Linked DNA regions of Neogale vison: region 1 is linked to region 2. Evidence: chromatin contacts called from public Hi-C data. All regions are on one chromosome and are shown on one strand. Each heading gives the region's core, a stretch centred on a gene start, on an enhancer-like site or on the middle of the called end of the contact. The rest is flanking DNA. Distances are from core to core; before and after follow the strand shown. Region 1 holds the start of BLM (Bloom syndrome protein). Region 2 holds the start of FURIN (furin).

Evidence for each region. A called contact is a pair of places that touch in the nucleus more often than the background predicts.
Region 1: a Hi-C map of fibroblasts shows a contact between it and region 2, with 5 times the contacts expected there. The contact joins the promoter of BLM here to the promoter of FURIN in region 2. A contact is called at or near these places in 2 of 3 Hi-C or Micro-C datasets (fibroblasts and muscle).

The regions. Positions count from the first base shown.
Region 1 is chr13:147,515,449-147,521,888 of ASM_NN_V1, forward strand. It overlaps BLM (Bloom syndrome protein), which reads right to left and starts at 2,009. Exons shown (of 22, transcript XM_044232188.1): 1 at 1,917-2,009.
Region 2 is chr13:147,385,499-147,392,270 of ASM_NN_V1, forward strand. FURIN (furin) reads right to left here and starts at 3,434. Exons shown (of 16, transcript XM_044229629.1): 1 at 3,266-3,434.

The DNA.
Region 1 (6,440 bases), core at 759-3,258, 130 kb after region 2:
TTATATGTTAGAATAAGTGTGTATTTGGTTAAAACTAGTATGAAAAATATAATCGTTTAATATATATTTAACCTTACATATTTCAAGCATACAAAAAAATGATACCCATGTACTCACCAACCAAATTTAAGAAGTCAAATTGTCCTACTCTCTTCCAAAGGCATAAAGTGTTTCAAATATATTTCAAATCCCTCCCACTCCTCTTATCTCCTTCCCTTCTCCCTCGTTCATAGATACTACTGACTATCCCCAACTGGATGCATATGATTTCTCTGCATATTGGACTTTCACTACACAGCTAACCCCAGGGGCTTTGTGTAGTTTTAAAATTCTGGGTTTTCTTATCAGTAAAAAGAAAGAAAAGAAATAGAACGATGGGCACCTGGGTGGCCCAGTGGGTTAAGCCTCTTCCTTGGGCTCACGTCATGATTTCAGGGTCCTGGGATCAAGCTCTGCATCAGGCTCTCTGCTCACAGGGAGCCTGCTTCCCCCTCTCTTTCTGCCTGCCTCTCTGCCTACTTGCGATCTCTGTCAAAAAAGTAAAATCTTAAGGGGAAAAAAAAAAAAAGAAAGAAAGAAATAGAACGAATATGGTGGCTATCATGGTGATCTGCACTGAAAAGGACTCGAGACCCAGAAATTTTGTTCCCTCTGACTATAAGCTACCTTCCAACAGCAGCCTGGCTAACAAAACTTTGGTTCAATATAGTTCTATTTACATTGCTCCTATGCAATACTTCTGTCTCCCTTCCCAATTTTTTTTTTTTCTTTAAAGATTTTATTTATTTATTTGACAGACAGAGATCACAAGGAGGCAGAGAGGCAGGCAGAGAGAGGAGGAAGCAGGCTCCCGGGCTGAGCAGAGAGCCCGATGCGGGGCTAGATCCCAGGACCCCGGGATCATGACCTGAGCCGAAGAAGGCAGAAGCTTTAACCCACTGAGCCACCCAGGCGCCCCCCAATGTCTGACATCTACCCCAGTCTTTGCCGTTACTGCCCCTGAACCCTGACGGGTCACAGAAGTGCTACTTGTCTGCACTGGTGGCACCAGGAGCTGGCATGTGCCTCCCCTATCTCAGCCCGTTATATGTCCAAAATGCTGAGTAACCTGAGGGCACGTGAGGGGTACGGGAGGAAGTGTGGTGTGGAAGACGCCCTGGAGTCAGGCAGCTCTTTCAACACAGGGACAACCTACCGGTGCTTCAGATTCTCCTCGTCAAAAGGAGGGCAGTTTTACCTACTTGGGGTAACGGAACCCTTACTGCGTACCAAGTACTCCCTGAAGCATCCACTGGCTACATTAAGCCATTTCATCCTAACGAAACCTCCAGGACGTGGAAGAGAGGATTTCCGCCTTAAGACAGAGGGACACCGAGACAGAGTTTAAATGACGAGGGGGCCGTCACGGGGTTCGTACCGGGAGAGCCGGGACTGGATCCAGGCAATGCGACGCAGCCTGTGTCCTCAACCACTCCCCTTCGCGGAGGTGCTGTGGAGCCACACTTGCAAGATAATGGGTCCCGAGCACGTGACACGCAGCGCACCCAAAACCCGGGAGCCCAGCGCGTGCCCGTGGAAGGACACAGGAAGAGGACGAGCTCTGGTCTTGGGGGGCGGGTGGGGAGTGCCAGGGGTCTGGGCTGGGGCTCCGGTAGGCACCGGCGCACAGAACCAAACACCGTGGGTGCTGGGCCGGCTCTCCCACCGACGCCCCGGGCGGCCCGGCCCCACCCCCGCGCCTCTGTGCGCGGGTCTGCCAACACGCGTGCTTTACGGCTCTCCTCTCAGGCTACGGGCCGCGCCGAACCAGAGCGGGCAACGGAGGAACCTGAGAGCCTTCCTCTTCGGCCCGGGGGCCGGGTCGCGGGAGCTGGGCCAGGCCTGTCCGCCGGTAAGTCCGAGCGCGCCGCACTCACCTATCCAGCAGGCTCGCAGCGGGCGGTAACCCGGTCCAAACTCCCCGCGCCGCCTCCTCAGCCCCCGCGCCGAGCGCCAGCTCACTTCGCGCCGGAAGCCGACCAATCCCGATTGGCTGTTTCCTGAGGGAACCGACCAATGCCGTCGCCCCATGGCACCTGTCCCCGCCCCTGGGACGGGGGCGTCCCCAACGCCCAATTAGAGTGCGGAAGTCGAGGTCACGTGACCGCAGTTAACCCCCGGGCTTCCGGTACTCTCGTGATCTTTGTGTGCCCTGTGTTTCTTGTCGGTGGAGGCTTTCAATAAGACGGGCCCCTTAAACCGAGAGCTGGGGCGGGAGTGAAAACCCCCGGAGTTTGAGAGGAGCCCGAGACTTGGCAGTTTCCACAGACCAGGCCCAGGCTCTTACCCAATGTTTCTGTGAGGCTTCGGCGGATTTTCCCCTCCACCTCCTTGTAACGCTGGCCTCTGCCCCACCCGAGCGAGCTACTGTACGTTGTCACCGACCGGGAAAGGGGTCGCAAACTCCGGTGCTTCGGGGGACGTGTGCGCTCCCCGAGTGCGAAGCCACGCTGCTGTTTCCGCCGAGTGTTGCCACGCAGACTGGGGCCCTGTGATGCCAGATGTTTTTTCCTACCCCGCTGTCCCCTTCCCTCTTTTCCTCCCTCCTTCCCTTTCTTTCTTCTAAGAAAAATTGAAAATGTATTTATGTGAAATCTGCCGATTTTAAAATGCTACAAAAATAACACGCTGCAGTCAAACAAAACACACGGGGAAAAGCAAAAGCAGGTTTTTAATAGTGAGAAGGCCAAATAGCAGGATAGAGACAAAGTACAAGGTATGAAAAATCTAGAGAGCTCCGAATACTCAGACTCAAGGGTACTACCCAGAATGGAAAGTAGGATCGTCTCAGAACTCAATGAAAGGTGACACTCAACTGAAATCGCCTGGGCCACACACTGCCTTAATTTTCCTTTAGCTTTTTCCTTGTCTTTCACATCTCTGCCTTCCCTATTGCCAGGCATTGTGTTGAGCTTGAGAACTTTCTCAGGGAGTGCACAGGATGTTAGACTTGCAGGTCGGTGGCAAAAGTCATAGGAACGCTGATCGATGTTTTGGGAGCACCCAGGAGGGACACGTACACAGACTGGCAGCGTTAGGTAAGACTGTGAGATGAGTGAGAGGTATGATTTGGTGGGAAAGGCCAGGGAACAGGAAAAACCACCGTAAGGGACCTTTGAGGAAATGTCAGGAAAATGAGCAACAGAGAGAGATGATAGGAGACAAAATAGGGACCAGATCTCAGTTTGGACTTCATCCTAAAGATAAATAGCAATTGTTGGAGGGATCTGGGGACAAGTAGGATAGGAGAAGTCTTGTTCACTAATTTTGTACATATGTGTATCTCCACCACCCAAATCAGGGTATATACCATTTCCAGCACCCAGTAGGATTCCCATGGGGAGCTTCCCATCTCTCTTGTGCCCCAGCCATAAGCAGATATCACAGTGTATACTCCTCCACATCTGCCTTTTGTGGCTCAATGCAATGTCTGTGAGCTTCATGTATATTGAGTGTACCAGCAACTCATTCTTTTTATTACTATGTAATATATAGAATATTCATGAAAACTTTGAAACGGTCCCAAAAATATTCTTGTCCAATGAAAAATAAGGTGTTGCCTATCACACACGCAGGGATATCGGATTCTATGCGGGCTCTACACCTTTCATTGTCTTCGATATAAAGAACAACTCTAAGGTTTTTTCAAGAAATGGTTCTTGTCTAGAAAAATGCAAATTGTGCCCAGTGGAATGCATTTAATTACTGTCGATTTCTTCAGTCTTGCCAGTTTTTCATCTATTTGTAAATATTTCATTATTTCTTATTTAATTATAGTTTATATGTGTGGTCCTTTGAATTTCCCTTTGAATCAGTTGTACTATCTTTTTGGATCTCATTAAAGAGTTATATCAAACCTTTGACATGCGTTTATTTTATATCTAAGAGAATCATGATTTGGGGGGCCTGGCTGGCTCAGTGGGTTAAGAGAATCATGACTTGACTTTATAAAAATGACTTGACTTTATAAAAATTATTCTTGGGGCGCCTGGGTGGCTCAGTGGGTTAAGCCGCTGCCTTCGGCTCGGGTCATGATCTCAGGGTCCTGGGATCGAGCCCCGCATCGGGCTCTCTGCTCAGCAGGGAGCCTGCTTCCCCCTCTCTCTCTCTGCCTGCCTCTCCATCTACTTGTGATTTCTCTCTGTCAAATAAATAAATAAAATCTTTAAAAAAAAATAGTGATGGTAAATTTTATGTCATATACGCTTTTACCTGTGTGCGCATGCACATGCACGTGCGCGCGCGCGCGCACACACGGACACACAGATACACACACGAGCCTGGTATTCTGCGTCTGAGTACTGAGCAGTGGCTCCTGTCTCAACTGTATCTGCAAAATTCTAATTCATGCAAGTGCCTGAATGAGGACACAGAAAGATTTTATGAGTTAATGTTTCCTGAAAGGGGGAAGCACACCTCCCAGGGCCACATGGGGAAGCAACAGGTTTGGTCAGGATGCAGAGAGGAACAAGGGAAAGCCTAAGCCAGAGCCTTATTGGGGTGTGTGCAGGCCGGGCAGGGAAAATAGCTTAGGACTGGCTAGTGTGAATAGTGCTGGTGGGCTGTGGGGCACAGGGGATGTTCCCAGATATCTAGTGCCTGGTGGCCCTGGATGGATTTTGGCTGGGGGAAACACTGGGATGGTGTGTGAGAGTCAGAGGAGGAGGGGCCTCTGGTTACGGACTGGAGATTGGAGGCAGGGTTTGTAATAGGACTTCACTGTGCTGGAAAAAGCAAGATCACAGACTTTAGCTATTCACGGGTGAAGATATGTCAAAAGGACAAATACTGGACCAAAAAAAAAGCACAGAACAGTTGGCCTGGTGGCTATATAGCATCATTTCAGTGGAACTTTCCGGTGACGAGAGTGGAGACTTTCAGGAAGTAGGGCCCAAGTTCCTCATGCAACACAGGAAACATTTTACTCTGAGCCTGAAATGGAGGGACGGGTGACGTATAAGAAGTCCTTCTCGGCCAGCCCGTAACCAGGTTTTCCATTTATACAGCATTAGCCAAAACAAAAACAAACGGGAAATTTTTGGAGTCTCTAACAATATTTTGATCAAGTTTGTAAAATGTATTAAAAACACAAGTTTAGGGGCGCCTGGGTGGCTCAGTGGGTTAAAGCCTCTGCCTTCGACTCAGGTCATGATCCCAGGGTCCTGGGATCGAGCCCCGCATCAGGCTCTCTGCTCAGTGGGGAGCCTGCTTCCTCCTCTCTCTCTGCCTGCCTCTCTCTGCCTACTTGTGATCTCTATCTATCAAATAAATAAATAAAATATTTTAAAAAAACCACAAGTTTGACAATAATGTCTTGGTGTAATTCTCAGGTCAAGTGTATTTCTCAGCAGTTATGTTGCTGGAGGGTATGAGCTGATATCTAGAAAAGCACAATGGATCTGGAAAGTCATAGACTCAAGGTCTGTGAGAGCCTCTATTTCCAGGAAAGCCCAATGTGTAACCAGTTACTTGTTTGTTTTGTGTGTCACATGAGGCTAAGAGAGAGAGTTTCTTGTATCACAAGCTCTTAGGCAACTTATGGCCATTTCAAGTAGTCTAGAAATTCCAGGAGACATAAGAAGTTGCTGAGGATTCTACAACAGTGAAGGAGCTTCTGAGGGCATTGGTGGGAGGGGCTGTTGATTTTACTTTGGAAGTAAAATCTATAAATGAGGAATATGTCGCCACCAGCCCCCAAAGGACTAAAAGATACGGGACTTACATGTCTGCAAGGAGTGTGTCAAATGAGTTTCCTTGGAGAAGCATGTCATCGGTCATGGCATGCCTGTGCTCCTGGGGGACGTGGGAAGATCTTGTCTGTGCTGGCTGTATGCGGTAGTGAAGCTGTTGAGGTTCCCCAACCCCGGAAGAGGTAGGTTATGCTCCTTCAGGGGTGAAGGCGAAATGCAGCTGAGAAGCTGTTGGAACAGGCACTAGATATAACGTATTAGCCACATTTATAAGAGCAAAATATAAACCTACTGTTGATTGGATAGATTCAGTAGTCTTAATAGTATTAGGTATTGAATCTAAAGACCCAATGGATGGGACGAGAGCACTCATGTCACAGTAATCCACCTGCTGTGGACTGATTATGAAGGTCCTTCTAAAATTGATAAGTGGAAGCCCCAACCCCCACCCTGGTGGGATTTGGAGATAAGGCCTTTACAAAGATAACGAAGATTCAATGATGTCATAAGGGCATGCCCTGAATCCAATAAGACTGGTGGCATTACAAAAAGAAGAGGAGAGGGAGAGGGGAGAGAGATTTCTCGTTCTCTGCACCATTAGAGGGAAGGCCACGTGAGGACACAGCAAGAAGGCCCACAAGCCAGGCAGGAAGAGAGGTTGGACCAGAAACTGAATCAACCGACACCTTGACCTTGGACTTCCCAGCTTTC
Region 2 (6,772 bases), core at 2,184-4,683:
AAAGTAAAAAAGAGATGGGTTATAAAGCAGTATGTACACATGACCCCATTTTGTTTTTAAGGAACTATTTATACATGTATATTTATATATAACCACAAAACAAAATCTGGAAGGACACATGCTGAAACGTTAACCAACGATTCTCTCAAGATGGTGACGATTACAAATAACTGTTATTTTCTTCTTTGTGTCCTTGCATGCTTTCCAAATTACCCAGGTATATTTGACAAAATGTCTTTTCAAAGTTTTTTAATGGGTGGTGTCCACCCAGCTTGCCAGGGGCTCCTGGCTCAGCAAAGCAGACACAGCCACAGGGAGTTACCTGCAAAGACCCACAGCCCCATGGGAAGAAACAGCGGGTGACTCTGGGAGGGATGGGGCTTGGGGGGCTGAGCACAGGGGATCCCACTGGCTTCACCTCCCTCCAGGGACAGACCCCAGGCCGGTGACCATCATCAAAGTAGGGCCCAGACTCTTTCTAGGCTGTTTCCTGGGGAACACTGGGGCCCCCCCCCGCCCTGCCCAGGCCTGGGTGCAGGGCCCCCAGTGGCCCCCTTGTATTCCACGCCCACCAGCCTTGCATCATCTGAGCCCAGGCAGCCAGAGCAAACACTGGCTGCTGAGCCAGGAGCGCCAAGGTGAGGCTCAATCAATAGTCTGCCTGTTGTTTCTCCTCCTTCAGCAAACAGGCAGCGGGACCTCTCTGCCTGGGGCCACATAACTGTCCCCACACAGGGCCCCTGACTAGCCAGAACCCAAGCCCCTGGGGTGGGGAGCAGCTCGAGGAGGCCCCAGTAGGGCCGCTGGAGGTATCCTGTGTCAGTGCCAAGCTCACTGAGCAGAAAGCCTGCCCAAAGGGCCCCGGATGCCCCCACCACTCCCAGCCCCAAAGGAGGGTACTCTGCCAGGCGGCAAAAAGGAAGCTCCCCAGTTTGCCCCAGGCTGTGGGGCGCTGAACAGGCAGGCTCACCACTGGGAAACCTCACCCCTCCAGGGGCTCCCCTAGGCCACGACCAGCCTCACCAGCCTCACGGAAGGAGGGCTGCCCCTACAGTCCACCCTGCAGGCTGGGAGGGACTCAACACACAATTCCCAGGGTATTTTCAGTTTACACCAAAATAACCTGACAGCTGATGGCGGGAGGCATCCACAATACGGCTCCTCCTCTCCCTGTTACGGGGCAGAGTCCATGGGGCTCCAGGACAGGCCCGTGATGCCTTGGGCGTCCAACTTCCAGAAAGCTAGTCTTAGCAATAGCTGGGTGGCCAAACATAGGCCTTAGGCTGTGAAGAGACCCAAGCCTCTCAATAGTGGATGTGGGGCCCTTCGGGCAGAACCAGGTAGGAACAAGACAAGGCCTCTTCTGGCCACTGCAATAGCCACCTCTCGGGTCCAGATGGCAATAAACCTCCACCCGACCCGGACCCGGACCACAGTGCTGTGAGCCCTGCCGAAGCTCCCAAATCAAGACAGGCCCATCCAGGCCCAGCTCGGGTTCCAGCACACTGTGAATGGAGCTGCAGCTGCTCGGCATTAAAGGTGATTAACCAACTATTTAATTACCCTGCAGCCCCCAAAAGAAAACAGGCTTCCGACACAACCCAACGGTCCTCGGAGAAAGGGCCTGCCTCCCTCTGCCCAGCATCTCCAGCGGCGGGGAGCTGTGGATATGGCTCCCACACAGCCCCCAAGCCCCCACACATCCCTACCTCAGCAACCTGGAGGGAGGGAAGATTTCTCACCCCCGTCCCTCCCCACAGAGCAGGCACTGAGAACAATGAATGAATGGGCTTCTCCCCACCCCCATCCCAGACTCTGACTCACCCTCAGAGTCCCAGTTCAGCTCAAACCTCCCCTCCCCAAACCACCAGGCTTGCTTTATTTCTAGCCTCCTGTGATGCCCCCTCACATGGGACTGGGCTCTAGGCTGTGGCCACGGAGAAAGCTGGAACTGCTCTTTCTGGCTGTGTTCCTGGGAAAAGCCATTTCTCCAGAGGTCCCGGGAACCTCTAACACAGAGAGCAGCTCTGAAGCGTTAAACTGAACCTACCCCCTGGGCAGGCTGCTGTTTCCCAGGCACTGAGGGTCTGGTGTGGACTCGATTCAGTCTTTCTAGCAGAGACACCAAGCCAGGTCACCAAACCTGAGAGGTGCCCCCCGAAATTCTGATTTTCAGTCTCTGCTCAACTAATTTGCTGTGTGATCTCAAACAAGTTACTTCCTCTCTCTGGGCCTCAGTTTCCTTGGTGGTAAAAACTGCTAGATCTGAGATTTTCCAACTTTTTTAAAAAGCCACATTACACCCCCCCCTTTTTAAAAATCAAATCTTATATGAAAGCCCCACATAGGAAACGGTAAAATTTGGGCTGTTCTGGTTGAGACACGTCAAGCTTGGCTATTCTCCTGCGCTGTATCCACACCTGGCCCGCAGCTGCCCAGCGCTCACCAGGCCACATCACCTGGGTTCCCTTCACACTTCCCAAGTCAAAAACAGGATTCCAACACCTTCCAGGGCAGAGGGTCTGCACCTCCCCTCCCCACCGGCGGGGCAAGCGGAGAGCAGGTACAGACCAGACAAGTGACTGCCGTCAGACCTGTCTGGCGAGCAGGCGGCCCCGCGGTCCAGCCACCCCACCGGGGCAGAAGGGGCCTGGGCCAGGCCTCGGCGGGAGGCAGCTCCAGCGCCTACCGGAGCCAGCCTCCCGGGGCCCGCGGGACCCGCACCTGAGTCTCCGTCGCCCAGGTGTGCGGGCGGGGGCGAGGCCGGGCGGGGAATAATCCCCTCCGCCCCGCGCCCCGCAGTTCCTCCCCCTCCCCGGGGCGGCGGAGTGGGCGAGCCGGCGGCGGCCCCCGGCGGCCAGCGGGGAGGCGGGAGCACCCGGCGCCTCTGGAATTCTCTCCCCATCCCGCCCCCAGCGGGGGCCCCGCTGGCGCTTCCTGAGGTCAGAGGGCTCGCCCCGGCCCCAAGCGGAAAAGTACCGGCCCCGGTAGGGGCCGGGGACCGAGCCGGGCCCGGAGCGCTCAGGTGGGCTGCAGGGCGCCCTTCCTGCTCCCCGCGGCTCCACCCTCGGGCCGGCCCCCGAGCCCGTTCCGAACGCCGCGACGGGCAGCCGGGGCCTGGGGGCCCGGGTCAGGCCGGCCGCGACCCTCCCCCGCCGGGGCGCCGGGGCCGCGGAACCCGCTCCCGGGGCACAGCGGCCCAGTCCCGCCGGCCCTCCCCGGGCCCGGCGCGCTGCCTCCCCGGGCCCCGCGCCCGCCTGCTTACCCGAGGGAGCCCGGGCGGGTAACTTTTCCAGGCGAGCGCCGCGGCGGCTCGGGCGCCCCTCGGCCGAGCGGAGAGCCCGGCGGCGGGGGGCCTGGGCTCGGCGCCGTCCCCGCGCCCAGCAGCAGCGTCACCGCGCGGAGGCGGGGAGGCGCGGCGGGCGGCCTCGGCCCGGCCCGCGACCAGGGGCAGGCTCGCCGCCGCCGCCGCTGGCCCGCCGCGCACGCCGCCCATGCCGCCCGCGCCCCGGCCGGCGTTCGGAGCCCGAGCCGCGCGGACCCAGAGCGCCGGGCCCCGAGCCCAGGCCCTGCGGCCTTCTGGGGCGCCCGCTTCCTCCGGCGCCCGGTAGGGGCAGGTAAAAAGTGGGGCCGGAGATCCCAAAGCCTTGGCGGCCGCTGGCCGCGTCCCCAAACCCCCACCTCCCGGGCCCAACTGTCCGCGCCCCCGCTCCCGGCTCTGCGCGCCCCTTGCTCCCGGGGCAGGCGGAGGCAGAGACCCGAACTCGGAACCCTTGGCTCGGGCTGCCAAGGGCTTGAGGAGGTACTCTGAGCTCAGTGTCGGTTGCATTGCCGGGGAGCTGGCCCTCTCTTTCCCGAACCTCCACGACTGTCCCATTCCTGAGCCAGAAATTTGGGCATGACCCAGTTAAGTGTCCCGGGGTGACCGACCTGGGGTAGCTCCCCCTGAGGTCGGACCTCAGCGAGCGGGGCACACCTTCCCAAGGCCTACAGTTAGAGGAGTCACGACTGTTTGCATCTATATAGACAGGTGGATAAGCTGAACGAGCAGCCCACGCCTTTTCCTTTTTTTTTTTTAAAAAAAAAACACCAACCGCGGACCCAGCACGGGGACAGTCACTTTAGGTTACCTCCCTTTTTTTTTTTTTTTTTTTAGGTTACCTCCTTCTTATATACATTATTTAATTCACATAATCCTTCCAAGCCGACATTATTAATCCCATTTTACAGATAAGGAAACTGAGGAGCACAAAGTTAAATAATTTGCTCAAGGCCCCCCACCTAGCAGGCCTCAGAGCTGGAGAGATCTGGGGTTTTGGCAGAACCTGATCCAAGCTACTTGCCGTATACCAACGGGCTCCTCTCCCTCCCTGGGTCCCTGCCCTAGAAAACGTCTGTGCTACTTGGCTGAGGCCACCACTGCTTGAGCTGAGAAAGAAAAGAGGGGGAAATGTGGCCAAGAGCTCCCGGGGCTCGGTTATTCCAAGGTCGTAGAGCAGTCTCTGCCCATCCTTTCCTGCGCCCTGTGAGACTACCTTGTGCACAGTCCTATCCTTGGCGTCCTTAAACGGAGGCGGGGGGTGGGGGGGGGGTTGATGACAAAACCCGAACACCGCCCAGCGCTCACCAGGAGCCAGGAGCTATTCTCGGCTCTTTTCCACGTGTTAACTTATTTCTCCCTCCCCACAAACCCTGCCAGGTGGGTACAATACATTCTCCTTTGACACGTTTTATGTAGCACTGTTTACATTTTACAGGAGAGGAAACGGAGGCCCAGAGAGGTCAAGTATTACCCCTATGGTCACTAGGTGGCAAGTCAGCTGGTAAGCCCAGTTCAGGCCCCCCGTGGCCCTATTTCACACCCCACCACCTTAGACAAGTTACTCCATTCTGAGAGCCTCCCCTGGCTCCTCAGTAAAGTGGAGATGGTCCTCATGGAATGCAACGAGGTACCACTGGGACACCCCTTCAGATGCTGCAGAAACTGGAAACTCTGGTTAGGATGCGGGGTCCCGAAAGTCGGGCTGGGAGCGAAGTCTGGTTTGTTCCCGCTTGGGGTGGGAACTTCCCTCATGAGAAGCTGAGACTCCTAGGGGCCACCCTGGGGTAGCCCCATTTGGGAGAACAATGCCTGTGCAGTCAGACTGAGGCAGGAAGTGAGTCATGGTTCTTCCTCAGTCTATGAGCAAGAGAACCCCATTGAGAGGAAATTGGGACAGGGCTAGCCCCACCTTAGGCTTGGAGTCCCCCACATGTCCTCTGACCTAGACGTAAGGCCCGCGCAGAAAGAGAGCGAGACTGGCGGCCTCCGGGTGCCCCACCCTCCCCGGAGGCTGGCCCCGGGGGGTGCCACCGTGGGTCTCAGGAGGGGGAGGGGCTCGCCCTGTCTCAGAGGGCTGCCACCCCGCAGGGGCCGGCCTCTCCCATCCCGTCTTTGGCCGGAAGTGCGATTCCTTCAGCTGTGTGGCTCAGAGGTGCCTCACTTGTGGGGAGGGGGGAGAGGACCGAGAGAGTGAGCAACTGTCCGTGCTTTGCCCAGACCATCTTTACCTCTGTCCCTCTCCCACTGGGGAGTTTCGCGTACAATCAATCGTATTTTACAACAGGCCTCTTGGCAGAAAACAAATATGGAAGCCAGTCCCCTTGAGACAGCTGCCTCCCTCCGGAGAGGAGAGAATCCCACCTGGCCACAGCTGGTGACAGTTCACCAACTTCTTCCTTTATCTCCCCAAACAAGGCCTGGGGGCATGTATTGTTCTCTGGATCCCGCCCAAACATTTCCCTGAGGCCTTAACGCCTGAGGGAGCGAAGCTGCCCCCTGAAGCCGGGTCCCCCCTGATGTTGGGCCTTCAGAGCCCAGGGCTCTCCGGAGCGGGTTATCAGTTTTACACAGCCGGGGGGGGGGGGGGGGGGGGGGGGGGGGGGGGGGGGGAGATGGTAGCAGCACGTGACAACAGCCCCGAGCAGGAAGGCCTGGGAGGGGTGGGTAAGAGCCTGGCCTGCCGGGTAAGGCCTGAGGGATGAAGGGGCTGTGAAAGGGGGTTCCCACCTTCCCAGCAAGGCTCAGGGAGGAAGGCTGCAGCCAGCCAGGCCTCTCTTGACCTTCAAACTGGGGGGCAAGGCTCCTGAGGGCAACCACCGTCCTGTGGCTCCATCCACCGGGGTGCTCCCATGTCCCCTGAGTGCTCCGGGGGGGTCCACTTCTCCCCAAATCTCCTCCCCGCTTTCGGGCACCTCAGAGCCCTCCACAGCAGCGCCCACACCTGGTTTTAATCAGACCCGTCCGTGCATGCACAGAAGGGCCTCTGACCAAATCTAACGGGTACGCTCTCGGAGAGGGTGGGATTTGGAGAGCTTTTTAAAGTTTTCTTCCTTTTTGCTTACCTGCGTTTTCCGGAATGTCTACAGTAACTTTTCTAATAAAATAATTAAACCTTGAAGTCATGCAAAATTGAATAAAGCACGCCCATACTTCACCAGCTAGCGCCTGAACACCCGGGGTCCATCCTGAGCGCCTCGCCGCCCGCGGGGGGCTACAGCCAGGCTCCTCCTAGCTGGTCTCAGGGCAGGGCCTAGCCAGTTCTGGCTAAACCACTTTGGGAAAACCTCCTTTATATGACAGTCAAACAGGGTGTCTGTGGGTGTGGGGAGGAGCCAGAAATGACTGGGTGCTGACATCTGGTCACGCTGGACAGGATCGCGGCACGGCCAGCCCTCCCCATTTTCCCAGTTATTGGGGTGGGTCTGTGCTCACCTTTGCCTTGTGGCTCTG